2 separate regions of the Mus musculus genome follow, and region 1 is linked to region 2. The links are chromatin contacts, called in public HiChIP or PLAC-seq maps. All regions are on one chromosome and are shown on one strand. The core of a region is the stretch at or near the end of the contact, and the rest is flanking DNA. Distances in the headings are between cores, read along the strand shown.

What was found. HiChIP or PLAC-seq counts read pairs in DNA pulled down with a chosen protein or histone mark.
Region 1: a FOXA1 HiChIP or PLAC-seq map of pancreatic cancer cells shows a contact between it and region 2. The contact joins two enhancer-like sites. A contact is called at or near these places in 1 of 15 datasets of contacts at CTCF or cohesin (the NIH/3T3 cell line), 5 of 115 datasets of contacts at active chromatin or transcription factors (VIP interneurons, fibro-adipogenic progenitors, large pre-B cells and 2 more) and 1 of 9 other capture datasets (adipose tissue).

The regions. Positions count from the first base shown.
Region 1 is chr11:108,305,556-108,312,732 of GRCm38.p6, forward strand. The region is part of intron 2 of Prkca (protein kinase C, alpha); the gene reads right to left. Among named protein-coding and RNA genes, the nearest start is that of Prkca, 35 kb to the right of the region's middle. Within about 2 kb of position 1,781, at least 39 of the 459 cell types and tissues checked have an H3K27ac peak or open chromatin away from gene starts, as enhancers often do. A contact at or near this core is called in pancreatic cancer cells, where this site is marked.
Region 2 is chr11:108,020,756-108,027,621 of GRCm38.p6, forward strand. The region is part of intron 5 of Prkca (protein kinase C, alpha); the gene reads right to left. Among named protein-coding and RNA genes, the nearest start is that of Mir7223, 27 kb to the left of the region's middle. Within about 2 kb of position 5,191, at least 53 of the 459 cell types and tissues checked have an H3K27ac peak or open chromatin away from gene starts, as enhancers often do. A contact at or near this core is called in pancreatic cancer cells, where this site is marked.

The DNA of each region.
Region 1 (7,177 bases), core at 531-3,030, 280 kb after region 2:
TTCTTCTTCACTTTCTTAGGGCTGGGCTGGGGAGGGGGACTCATGTAGCCCAGGCTGGCCTCGAACTTACTGTATAGCAGAAGACCTTGGACTTCAGATCCTCTGCCCACTGCCTCCCAAGTACTGCTAGGATTACAGGGGTGTGCCACCGTGCCTATTGGGTATAAAGCAGAGTTATGACTTGGGAATTGAAGTTCCTGAAAGGAAGCTGGGCCTTGCCAAGGCTGACTGGTTGGTCAGAACTTCTATGCAGGTACACAGACTAATTGCAATTTATCTCAGGTTACCTTTTTTAACCCCATTAACAGCCATTGCCCAACTCTGTGCCTGACCTAACATCCTTGTGATTATCAGGTGAAACCTTTGGAGTCTATTGCCTTAGCAGACCACTGACCTCTGCCAACCAAAGGCTAAGAGTGCACAGAGAACATCGGAGGCACGAAGCAGAGCTTTCCCACGGGGATGCACCCTGCCTACCCAGCGTCCCCACTAATGTGTTCGAAAGGTCTTGATTTATGACTTTCTTCATTCTGTTACTATTAAAATGTCATAAAAATTTAACAGGCTAACAGGGCACTGGGAACGCACACCTTTAATCCCAGCACTCAGAAGGTAGAGGTGGGCAGATCTCTTGAGTTTGAGGCCAGCCTGGTCTACAGAGTGAGTTTCAGGACAGCCACGGCTACACAGAGAAACCCTGTCTAGAAAACACAAAAGCCAACCAAGCAAATGAACAGAAGTTACCAGGTTAGAACATGGAATTTCAAGGAACCTAAGTGCTCCATTTGGAACTCATTTGGGTCACGGCCACTCATACTTGGCTCCTTTACAGGGACAGCTCCGTTTGTTTGTTTGCTGTTTTTATTTGTTTGATTTTTAAAGAAGGAACTCAGTCCCGTCCCAACCAGTAGAACTATTATCCTCCAGGAAAACAGTATGACTTTGGTCTAAACAAGGCCAAGTTCTGACACTTGGTAGTTGTCAGTTACTCAGCCTTGGTTCCCTCGTCTGAGATGGGGACATGAACACTGAGCTCGCGGGTAAGCTAAGTGGTGTGGTGACATACTAAGACCATCTCTGTAAGAAAGATTAAGCTTTGGGCCAGTGAGATGGCTCAGCAGCTTAAAGACACCTACTTGCCAACGAGCCTGATGCTCTGATCCCTGGAAACCACACAGTAGAAGAACTGACTTCCAGAAGCTGTCCTCTGACCGACAGACACACACACACACACACACACACACGTTAATCAAATAAATGTGAAAAAATACTAAAATATTAAAGCTACTGTGTACATGGTAATTGTACAAAGCCCCTCAGAGACTGCCGTGGTGATGAGTGACACCCCGATGAGTGATGCCCCAGAGAAGCAGCATCAGGGAAGAGGAGGCTGACTAGGAAATTTCCATCCATCAGTGTTGTTCCTCGGCAATGAGAGCCCAAGACAAGTATTTATTGAGCGGTTTCTGCAAGGGGACATAATTAGTCAGTGGCTCTTAGCCTTTCCTGAGTCACAGCACTCCCTAAGAAATACCAAAGGTGCCTCTGCCCAGAAAATGCCATTGAGAAATTAACAGAAAGAAAATAAAATCGGGGCATTATAGGGCCCCAAGAAACCCACCCTGAAACACCTGCTCAAGGCACGCCATGCCGGATATTATAAGGCTATTGATTTTGAAACGAAACTCAAGGTCACCTGGTCAGATATGACTCAGATGTGCAAACAGCAAGCTCTTCTTGGCTGTCCCTTATCTCGGTGGACAGCAGTTCCATCCGCCCTGCTGCTCCTGACGGAACCTAGGTGTCACCCTGGACATGCACCTCCCTCTCCCTCAGTCACCTCCATATTAGTTCTTCACTGAGTCAGGTCCACTCTTCAGACCCAGCCTCTCACATCCGTCTTCCTCTGTCCAGGCTGCCCTCATGCGGACAGGAGTGATTTGTTAGCACCTGATTGTCGGACTCACAGACACAGCAAGAGCCTCTAATGGGCTCTTGCACAAGCAGTGGCATAAGCCAGAAACTCCTTCCCTTTGGGCACTGCTTCAAAAGCAATACAAACAAGCGACTTTCCCTGCTAGAAGGAAGTTACAGCATTCTACAGTTGATGGCGAGGAGAGGTGTGGTCCTGGAATGGCTGAGAAGTTACAGACATGAGATGCTGAGGACAAGCCTGGCAGGGAAGAGGTGAGAAGCCAGAACTGCCTCCAAAGCCCCCCCTGCATCTGTCGGTCACTTCAGAGGGCTGGGTGTACAACAGATGTAGCCAGTATTCAGGATGGAAAACATAATATTCACTCCCTCCCTTCCTCACCTCTAATTTTTAAAAATTATTAAGAGTATGAAAAAAAAAAAAAAAGATGGGCTAGGGAGATGGCTCCGTGGGTAAAGCGATTTCCAGCATGAAGACCTGAGCTGGAATCCCCAGCACATACACATACGTAAAAGCCAGTGAAAAATAAGCATACTATGTTTGAACCTCATTGCTGAGAGACAGGTGAGTGGGTACTGAGGACTCACTGATCAGCCAGTGGAGACCATGTGATGAGCTTCAGGTTCAGTAAGAGACCCTGTTTCAAAAACTCTAGGTGGAGAGCAACAGAGAAAGACACCGGGCATTGACCTCTGACCTCCACAGGCACACACGCATGCACATATGTGCGTGCAACAGACACAAACACTAAAAAGGGATAGGGAAAAACATCTTCGCTATTCCCAATAATGAAAATTATCTTTCAGCATCGTCCCATGTTTATATTGTTAAAGATTAAAATACTTACAAGGAGTGACAACACAGAGCAGAAAGACGAGCGCAAAAATAAATAAATAAATAAATAAATAGACAGAAAGTCACCTCTAATGACAGCAAACAGAAGGATAGCAATCAATATAGGGTAAAAGCTACTTTCGACATCTTCCTACAGTGTGCAGAGGTGGCCAAATAGGTAAACAGGGATACTTTTATGAAAACAGTATCTCCCATGGTTTCATTTGTTAACATATCTAGTTTATTTACTATATTAACATATCTGATATATTAATGTATTAGACATGAATATTCTTGACTCTGGTGAACCAAAACTAACAAACTTTTTAAGATTGAGAGTATTCAACAAACATGACGAACTGGGGGGGGGGGTGTAAAAAGCCCATTAGGTCTTAGCCTTACCCAAAGAGCCACGGAGAGCTGAATAGAGCTGGGAACGGGAGAGTGGCCCTCCCTAACCAAGAGCACACCACTGATTGCTCGTAGCCAAACAGCCCTGAAAGTATGCATACAAGTAACATTATATGCACTCACCAGCTTATAGTTAGAGCTATAGATATCTATACAAACACATGCATGCAATAATATTTAATGTAAAGAGAGGCCATGAATGTGAAGGGGGGTGAGGAGAGGTATATGGCAGTTTTGAGAGGGAGGGAAGGGAAGGGAGAAATGTAATTAAACTACAATCTCAAAACTAAACATCACCATCAACATAAAAAGATAGAGGGGTGTTGGGCCAGGTGTGTAGCTCAGTGGTAAAGGGTATCGTTTAACACCAAAGAAAGGATAAAGAAGAGGACAAGGGGAAGAAAGGAAGAAAGGAAGGAAGGAAGGAAGGAAGGAAGGAAGGAAGGAAGGAAGGCAAGCAGGCAAGCAGGCAGCTGGTTGGTTGGTTGGTTGGTTGATTGACTGATGGATGGATGGGTTGATTGACTGAGTGAGTCGTTTTGAACAACATTGTTTAGGGTGGACAATGGCATCCTAACATGTGTTCCCTTCCTGCTTCTACACTTTTCTACACGGACACTATTTCTACATCATCTCAGCTCCTAACATTCACACTCCGGCCCTCCTCTTAATGCCCAGTGCTTGGCACCTCCACACGTGGAAGCTGAAATGCCCACCGGGCCCCAACATCCTTGTCACCCAAATCCTTCCTTTGATCCAGCTTTAAATTGGATTCAACTTTTAATTGAGCTCAACTCTCTCTCTCAAAATTGGGAGCACGGCCAGTTTAGTCTCTGCCTCGCTCTTAGTGTTGGTGAACAGCAGATACTCCCAAGAACTCTGCTCAACGGCTGAGTTTATCACTGTGAAACGGTGTCAGAACAGCTTGCAACCCTTAGAGCCGTGTAGAGCACATCCGTGGCCCGTGTAAAATCACCCTGAACAAAAGCTCTAAGACAATCATTCTCTTGAAATCTTGATCGAGATTTTACAAGCGGCCTTCCTGTCTGATTATTTTCCCTTGGTAAACTGTAGAGCTCTGCAAGGTGGGTTTTTAAGGACAAATGTCTAGGTCAACAGGCAATAAAAATGGATGCAGACACATAAGAGAAAGGGAAACTCAACAGGGGATAACAGGTTCAAGTTCACCTTAAACAATAGTGGTTATCACCACGGGCTGGAACCTCCCAGGTGCGGTCAAGTTCCAAGTTAATTATTCATGGCTAATGACCATTTATAACTCTTCTCCCGAGTACAGCTCCTCGTATGTGACTACTGCTCATAAAGCGTACACTACAGGTGGCCTATACAGTGCTTTTTCCACTTTAGCAAACTTCCTACAAGGTGGGATATACAATACATGGTACACCTCTCCAGACCTGTGCATACATTTCAGAACATGACCCATTTAATTGTGTAGGTAAGAAGTGTGTCATAGCAAAAACAAGACATTAGATGTATTTTAATACGTAAGACTTTGTGCCTCAGATATTAAATGCAAGGGGGAAATGTCACCCACGAGTTGACATAATGAGACTGAATTTGAAGAACTCGGTGAACATTTACTGTCTCTGAAGCTTGCTGGATCCCAAAACTTCTACATTAAAGAGAAGAAAAGTATCGGTTTTCTAGACAAAGATCTGTCACCAGTCAAAGCTTAAGCTTTGCATGCCATCAATCTACACACACATGTGCATGCACACACACACACATGCGTGCACACGCACGTGCACATTAAAAAGGATTACTTTCAGATCTCTGGTATTCATCCTGTCTGCAGGCATAAAGAACATCAGGACCTCACTGGTCTGCACACTCTGATTATCACAAGATTCCTCTGAGTCTTCCCCGATTCCACAATTCCAGACGCTGTGTCACTTTCAATAAGAACTCATTACTATCAAGTTGCGTCCTAGCCCCACAGGACCCCTACCAACTCACCCCGCCTTCTTTCATCACTTAGTTCTTGTCTGAGATGCAGTGTCATATAGCTCAGGCTGGTCTTGAACTTCCTGTGTAGCTGAGGATGACCTTGAACTTCTAATCCTCCTGCCTTCACCTCTCAGGCACTAGTATTACAGGCCTGCACCATCATGCCTGGTTTATGTGGTACTGGGGATGGAACCTAGGACTTCATGTGTGCTAGCTAAGTGTTCTACCAATTGAACTACACCCCTACCTTCTTGATTACCAAATAATTTTATCAGGGTTATTGTTTCTAAGGCAAGAAGTTACTATAGCCATGTGAATGACTTCCAAATAGAGGATTTCTGAGGGTCCGTATTCAGATAGGATCATTCTAAATACCTGAACATTTTTGTTCTAATTTTTAGTCCAAAGGTTATTCTTTCTCACACACACACACAAAGCAAGCAGCCATGGTCATGTTTGCACAGCATTACTATCCTAAAAGACCTCCTCTGTCTGCATGGCAGAATCACTAAGTTCCTGCTGACCCTGGCTACTGTGAGGCCTTCCTGAGCATGCAAAGCCTAAGCCAAACTAGGGCTATGTTCTAAAAGCAAGCTGATTGTTCAGATACCACCCAGCTCAAGCCGATCCACCCACCCCAAGCCCAGTCCCTCAAGGCCTCATAAACTGTCTGCCATTACTGAGACTGTCGCCTACCAAAGATCCCCTGAACTAGGCAATGTCTAAAACACAGCACAAGACCCTGCCTGTCACATGACCACAGAATGAGCCACCATTCCTTTCAGCAGCACCAGGGATGCCAGTGCCTATCCACTTGAAACCAGTCTCCTTCCCCAACACTCTAAAGCAGATTCCCTCCCCAATGTATCTGGACCCATATTTCAACGAATGTCTAAGGAGTATGTCAAGAGAAGCTAAAACTTGAGTTAAGGCTTCAATAATGAATCTTTTATACGGATGGGGCTTCTCTGTATGGCTTAACTCTTTTTTAAATCTGTTCTGCCAAGAGCCTAAAGCAGTGCATAAACAAGATGAAGCCGTTTTGCACAGAACTAATCCACATTGTGTTTTAGTTCCCTCTGCAAAGTGCACGTCAGATGGTAGGGCTTACACACCCATAGCCCGTGCACTAAGACAATGCAATTAGACCTTTCATATCCACCTGGATTATATAATTTTGGAGACAACATTTCAAAATCTGACTAAGCTTGCAACTGCACAACTGGCAGACTTCAAGGTGGGCTCTTAATATCAGGTTATTTTGTTGCCATTTCCATGAAACATTGAAGCCCTTCGTGGTAGACTTCAGAAGCAAGCTGCCACTCTGCTCCACAACTGAAGACATCAGATAGGGCTTGGGGTCAATGGGTAAAAGGAAGCGGCTTCTATTTAAAGGTCTTTGAGGGTAAAGGGGTGGGGGGAGGGGATGATCAACAGATTCTGGAGTTTCAGTCTCTAGATGTACTTCAGAACAGCTGTTTTGCTTCTTTGTAAGTTCCCTTCAACTAGGAAGGACAGAGCAATATTAAGGGCTGAAGCTAAACCACAGCCCAGGAACATGTCTCCTTTATGGGTATGTCCAGAAAACAGCTGGAGATGTGTACAAAAAGTGTAGCACATGCTACAGTTAAGCTTGTTAACTTCAACTCGGTTCACTTTTAATAAATAAATAAATAAATAAATAATTCTTGCAGTAGGTGAGAGGTTTCTGATCCTGGGGAGGCTGAAGATGTTTGGTATTGTATAAAAGAAGTCTGCCTTTTGAGCTGCTCTTTCCAGACTGCCTCATTTTAAAGGAAAGATGGCTCAGGTTCCAGATCAAAGCAAGAGCAACTCCAGAGTGGAGCTGGAGGAGACACTGGAAACTGCAGAAACGGTTAGGAAAGAACTGGGTGGCTATCAGCACACAGCCCTGCTGCTTCATGATGCAGTAGGGGCTGCCAGCATCCAACGCCCATCCACTCTGCAACCAGTCCCTTTCCCCAACACACACCAACCCACACTTCAGTAACTGAGGACTAGCACAAG
Region 2 (6,866 bases), core at 3,941-6,440:
ATAGCTAATATGGAGGCTAGATACAGGCCAACACCACAGAATGTACCCAGCATGCCCCACCTATTCCATCTCCTGGTATCCCTGTGGATTTCAAACTCTCTCCCCGGTTGCCAGGAGGCGCCATGGCTGGGAACAGGTCAGAAGAGGAGCACACAGAGGCTCCGGCAGATCCATCCACACACACACACACCAGAGGCTTTGTGGAGCACACAGCTGCATCTTCTTGCCTGCAGCCTGGATGTGTCAGCACTGACCTGCAGTAACCCTGCCCATTCAGGGTTCAGAGCTACAGAGGGACATTGTTTGACTATGCCCAAAAATCAACTGCCTCCAAGTTCAATGACAAGTCAGCCCTTTAAATGATCTGTTTTGCTTTGGAAAATAATTCTCTATTTTTGCTGCTTTTTCCCTTCTGAGAGCACCCTTGTTCGTGGCTTCTGCTTACAAGCCAACAGAAAGGACAAAGGCTCAAGCCATGGGCTCACTGTAAAAGCCAGGATTGTTCTCTTTGAGCTGACCTGGCGGTGGCCTCCCACATCCATCTCTGCCCAACAGTTGAAAACAAGAGTAAACGAATTTTATAACCCACTCGTCACTATGTGTAAGCAAAAGTCATGTTCTCTGACACAGCAGAAAAACAACAGCAAGGTTTTTTTGCTTGAGGTGACCAATGGCAAAAGATAGAAATTCAAGATTGCAGAGGGTGGGAGTGGGCAGATGAACACAGAAAATGGTGAGGTCTAGTATCCAAGGCCCACAGAGCCTGGGGTCATGTGACAACAGGTGAGAAGATGGAGGTAACTGCCAAGTCCATGCACCATGTCTTTGTAACAAAGGAGACACTGAGGAAATTAGCCATTCCAATGACGACCAGACTATTCTTTGTAGTTGTGGACCTACAAATTGATATCTTGTGAAAGTATGATCAAATTTGAATATAAATTTAATACCAGAGAAACTAGATGGGATTTCAGAGCTTATGCAGAGCTGTGTGTAAGAAGAGGAGGAAGAGGGGGATGGGAGAAAGGGAATCAGGAAAGAGAAGAGTGAGGAGAGAGAGAGAGAGAGCACTTCTCCACCGAGCATGTTCAATGAGCCATGTGGTTCTGAGATCGAGGGTGAATGAAGGTCCTTGGTTCTCTGGTGTCCAAGAAGATAATAAATATCATGGTGGTAATGGTGGGTAGCAACATTTTGGGAGAGGTCACTAAGTGATTGCCATTGTTTTGAGTTCATTACAATAGCCAGGAGCTGTGCTAGTGGGACCCAAGGGTGGGCAAGAGGCTGAATAACAAGCCCACTACATAAAGATTATGAGTGGCCAAGCCAGGACAAGCCTGTAATCTTATAGATCCCACCCAAGCATCACTTGTCTCAGAGTAGACATAGTCCCAGAGAAGAGGTGGTGAAATTGGCCCCAGCTAAGGTGAGGTGAGGGGTAAGAGATGAGACCAAATACCCTTCGTTTGGGAGGTGGGTGACAGTGGTCAGAGCACAGAGGGCCAAGTGAACACACAACAGGACCAGGGTCAATCCAGGGCTGTACCTGGATGGAGGGGAAAGGGTATAGACCGCATGTTTGCCTGATGCCTTGAAGTTGGCAAAGGGGACTCTAGTACCTGACTTAGAGTTGTGACCCTAGTGGCTTCTGGGGTTCAATTGCCAAACTGATAGGGTGTTCAGGATACAAGTGGTCTCTATAGTGTCTGCCTCAGAACTAACAGCTCAGGGTTTGAATTAAGAAAGACCCTGGTTTCACCAAGACATGGATTAAGAGTATCCAGTGGTGTTGAGAGCAGAGAGGTCACTCTTGGAAAGATGGGTTCCCCATAGAAAAGCAATGTCTGGATGAAAGATACTAGAGAAAGATACATGTGCTTGTATCATAAACATGGAGGGAGATAGAGACAGGAGGATTCCTGGTGCTTTCTGGCCAGCCGGTCTAGCCAACTGGTGAGCTACAAGACAGTGAGAGACCCTGACTCAAAAATAAGGCGGAGATATGCACAGCCCCATGCTCTCATGTGCTTTTGTGCTTGTTTCTGTTTTCCTTCTCTAGGACAAAGTCTCCTCCTCAAAGCACCTGACCTGGCCACGACCTGTTTCCACAGGGCAAATCTCCCTGCAATACCCACGCCCACACTTCAGCTCCCCCTAGGAACCATTAAGCAAGCAGTAAGCAAGACTAGGCACCAATGGGCTCATTCTTTATACTGTAAGGCACTCCAGAAACTGGGACTTTTAGGGAGCATGTGCCCAGGAGCACTGGGAGGCAAAAGCTGACAATAATCTGTGCAATCAGGTAGTAAATCAGGTGTGTTTACATAACTGAGTAAGAGGTTCAAAGGCATCCCACCTGGGCCACGGATGGGATCGGGAGGGAAAGGGCTGGACAGCAAGCTTGGCACACATCGTGGGCTCCAGGACACCACAGAGCGCTCAGCTTTCTCCAAGCCCAGCTTTCCCCGGCATGTTGCTGGGAAGAACATGCTGTTCTTGAGGCTCGTTTGCGCCTTGACTCTGGGCGTCATCGGGTGATGCTGAGAAGGAGAAACTGTCTCTGAGGGGCTGCCAGTTCCAGCACGGAGCTGTGAGCCAGTTCCCTGCCAGGAGACAGAACTCCCCGCAAATGCTGACGGGGAAACCGGCCGGGGTGACAGATTGCTTCCGGAACGGGATTTGCTGAATGCCCTTCCCATGTGATGCTTTGGGGGTGGTCCAGCTGTCTAGCAATAAGGCAAGGCTCCTGGTTCAGGGATTCTGACTCTCAAACAGTGCAGAGAGGCTGAGCCGTGATGCAACTGGGGTGTGTCAGAGGTGGTGGTGGACACACGATAGTGGGACCCTGTGGCGGAACCAACCACAAAGCTACAGGCCATCAGGTGTGCACAGCAAACTCCAGCAGAGGAAAGCATCTAGCAGGTTCCAGTTGGTACACATAGGAAGTTCTCAGGCTACAATCCCTGAGGTACGCAGGCTCTAACTTAAAGTAGTAAGGCACCCTAAAACTCCCTGAGACGCTCTCCTTCTCTCTCTCTCTCTCTCTCTCTCTCTCTCTCTCTCTCTGTGTGTGTGTGTGTGTGTGTGTGCAGAGTGTAGAGGACAGCCTTGGCTGTTGGTCCTTACATGCCATAAACCCTGCCATCTTGAGACAGGGTTTCTCATTGGCCTGGAGCTCACAAAATAAGCTAGGCTGGCTGGCCAGTGAGTCCCAGGGATCCGATTGTATCAACCCCACCTCCACCCCCATCCCAGCACTGAGACTATAAGCACATCCTCTTCCCCCCCCCCCCCACCACAACCTTTTTTAATCCTGAAGGTTCTGGGGGATTGAATTCAGGTCTTCATGCTTGCATGCTGTCACCCCAGCTCATTCTGTGTCTCCTTAAATCACAAATGTCTTAATATTTTTTTTTTCGAGACAGGGTTTCTCTGTGTAGCCCTGGCTGTCCTGGAACTCACTTTGTAGACCAGGCTGGCCTCGAACTCAGAAATCCACCTGCCTCTGCCTACAAATGTCTTAATATAAATTTATATTCTCTATGGCATTTGAAGACACTCTTAGGCCCTAGCGGAAAGATATCTGTAGACTTCACAGACCAACTCTCTCAGGACAGTGACAGCTGACTTCTCTCTTCACATTGGGACACTGCAGATTGTCATCCCTGTAGAACACGTTATCCTCCCAGGCTGGTCTCCCTCTGCCTGGCAGATGGGAAGAGTCTTACACTATGATCTGAACGCTTGTGATTCCCCACCCAATTAATATGCTCTAATTTCTAGTCCCCAGGTGAAGGTACTAAGAGGTAGAGTCCAGAGAGGTGATTAGGTCAGGAGAATGGGCCCCTCATGGATGAGATTTGTGCCCGTATAAAGTAGGTTTTAGGGAGCTTGCTAGCTTTTCCCACCGTGTGAGGACCCAATGAGAAGGCATTATTTCAGGATCAGGAAATGGGTTCCCCATGGGTACAGCAGCTGCCAGTTTCTTGAACTTGATCTTCCCAGCCTGAGTCCCACATTCCTGTTGTCTATCAGCTACAGTACCATGTGACAGAGGCCTGAGTGGAGCAAAGCCACCAGGGAGTTGAGAGTGACCTAGACAGTGTGGAACAAGAACCTGCTGGGGCTTGATATTGGGTAAGAACTGCAAATGAGGGTGCTGGTCCAGGGTGGTCACGTCATATTCTCCTTAGTGTGAATGTGAGTCCTCCATGAACTGGCACCCAAGAGCAGTCAACTCTGTCCAGATAGAGGCAAGTGATTCTTTCTTCAAGCAAGTGACAAGGTAGAGTTGACACTCTGTAGAGGAATGCATTGGACTGTGTGATGTGAGGCAGGAAGAGATGACATCCTCCTCTCGGGAGCAGGGTACCACTGAGAGATTTCTCATCAACACTCCAGTGGCACTTGGACTCTGTGTCTAGAGGTCTGATCTTGAAACTAATAATAGTCTAATAGCCAGAGTATCCCACCATTCACTTCAACAAATACTTTTTATTTGCTTTTTATTTTTATTTTGTGTTTTTTTTGAGACATAAGCTTGCTACATAGCCTAGGCTGGCCTTGAACCCGCCATCGTCATACTCTGCCTTCCCATGGCTAGGTTTACAAGCAGGTACAAACACATCATGCTGTAGTCTTCAGCATGCTCCATCCTCTGATTTACCAAGCCAATAGTGGTATAACTTCAGAGCCGACACTGGTTTCAACTGACTGGTTAAGGAAGTCAAATATCTTATTCCACTCAACCTGTCACATGCAGGACTGACACATGATTCCCAAAGACTCACGGGTTACTCTCCTCTCGACTGTTTTGAACACCTACCACCGAGCATAGCAGCATGGGGAAGTTATCTGCCACACACACGGGTCTCCATACAACCTTTGCCCTGTGATTCTGGGTTCATGCTGTCCCATCCCTGGGCACACCCTATCTGGAACACAACCCTGTTCTCTGGCTTTCCAGCCTCCTGCTAGCCCTGTCTATCAGATCTCCACAGGCTGACAGAAACACGGGGACAGGGACAAAACACTTCCTCCCCAGGCATCTCCCCAGGGTCAACACAGGGCAAGGCAAAAGCCACGCAGGCCAGATTCTTGGATTCTGACAGGAGCTGGAGTGGGCAAGGCCTTTCGAGGCTCTCACTTTGAGCTGCAGTTCACAGAGTGTCCATTTGGAGGGACTCCAACACAAGGGAAAAACCAAACAGGCCTTTTTCCAAGGAGACTCAATTCAGGCCAAAAGGAGCCAAGTGCTTTCCCAGAAGACATCAAATGATTTGAAGAGTCTCAGAGTGCTCAAAGACTAAGGGACATAAAATGTATTGTTAGTTTTCAGGAAGAAAATATGCCATGCAGGGCCATTTGCTCCACATTTCTAGGGCAACCATTACACATGGAGCTTTGCTGGGTTTCACCCAATGAGATGCAAAGGCATCTTCAGCAAAGAACAATTGTAGATGAGGCATCAACAAATGAGACGTGGGTCACTTGGAGGGTCTTGGCTGTCTGGCTTGCTGCATTTGCTCTAATCACACTGCACCAAGCTTGCGGATGCTGTCTGTGGTCACGAGCACGGACTCTGATTTGATCTCATTTGTGCTAATAAACAATGACTCACAAATTCTATGATCTTAGTTTCCTTATGGCCAGAGTCAAGGGCAAGAAGAGCGAGCAACACTGAGAATATACCCACCTTGTGTGACCACAAACCTGAATTCAAGGACTTAAGAAGTACATTGTTTAAAAACACATTCACTGAATGTTCTGCTGTCTAAACCCACTACTTTGTCACAAGGGTGGCTTTCTGCCCCAGTAAATCCAGTGTCCCCAAATGGTGAGTCAGCAACTACTCAATCAAAGTCAGCTAAAGAATTTAATGAGCGTGGTATGCACAGTCAGTTCATGCTCCCTCCTTCCTTCCCTCCCTCCCCCTCTCTCTTCCCCTCCCTCCCTCTCTCTCTTCCCCTCCCTCCCCCTCTCTTCCCCTCCCCCCCTCTCTCTCTTCCCCTCTCTTCTCCTTTCGTCCTACTCTGTCTCCTTTCTTCAACTTTGAGACATAGTCTTACTGTATAGCCCTGTTTCCCTTTTAATATAGCCTCCTCTTGCATACACTAAGTACTCCAATAACACGTATGTTATCTGCTAATATTCTATAATTCCAAAGTAGATGACTGTGAAAAATATTTGCTAGTTGTGGGAGACAGATAAGATCTGCATATAAACATAGGGAGGCATTGATTTTAAGAAATAATTACTTCTCATTGTAGGGACAATGCATAGTCATCATAAAATAATTTAAATGCACAAAGTATAAAGGCAAAGATTAAAGGCAATTGCACTTCCACCAAAACAGAGGATTGATGCTGACATACTGTTATGCTGATTGACAATTGCTCTCCTGTAAAGACATCTATAGTATAATATTGATTGTTTGATTATAATGTTGGGGATAAAGCCCAGGGTCTTGTATATGCTAGGTAAGCACATTATCATTGAGCCATATCTCTAGCCTGTAATATTTATTTTTATAGAATTCACATAACTTTATGGTAGTTAAAAATTCCTTCTTAATAAAAGTTACCAAAGTAATTTTTAAAAAGCATTTTTTAATGCCCAGCATTCTATTTTGTAGCAAAGACTTTAAAATAAGTTCAGTTTGTACATTTACATGGTTTAAAAATTCCTCATCTTTGTATATAACAACTGATTGTCTTCATACATAAATTTCTGCTTTTCTTCTTGGGCTGCATTCTTAGAAGGAGAGTAAAAGATATAAAAACCCTTGCCAAACTGCTCCCCCCAAAGTTGTATCAAAGTCCTACCAAAAATCATATTAAAGATAAAGTGAGAAAAATAAAGAGTAA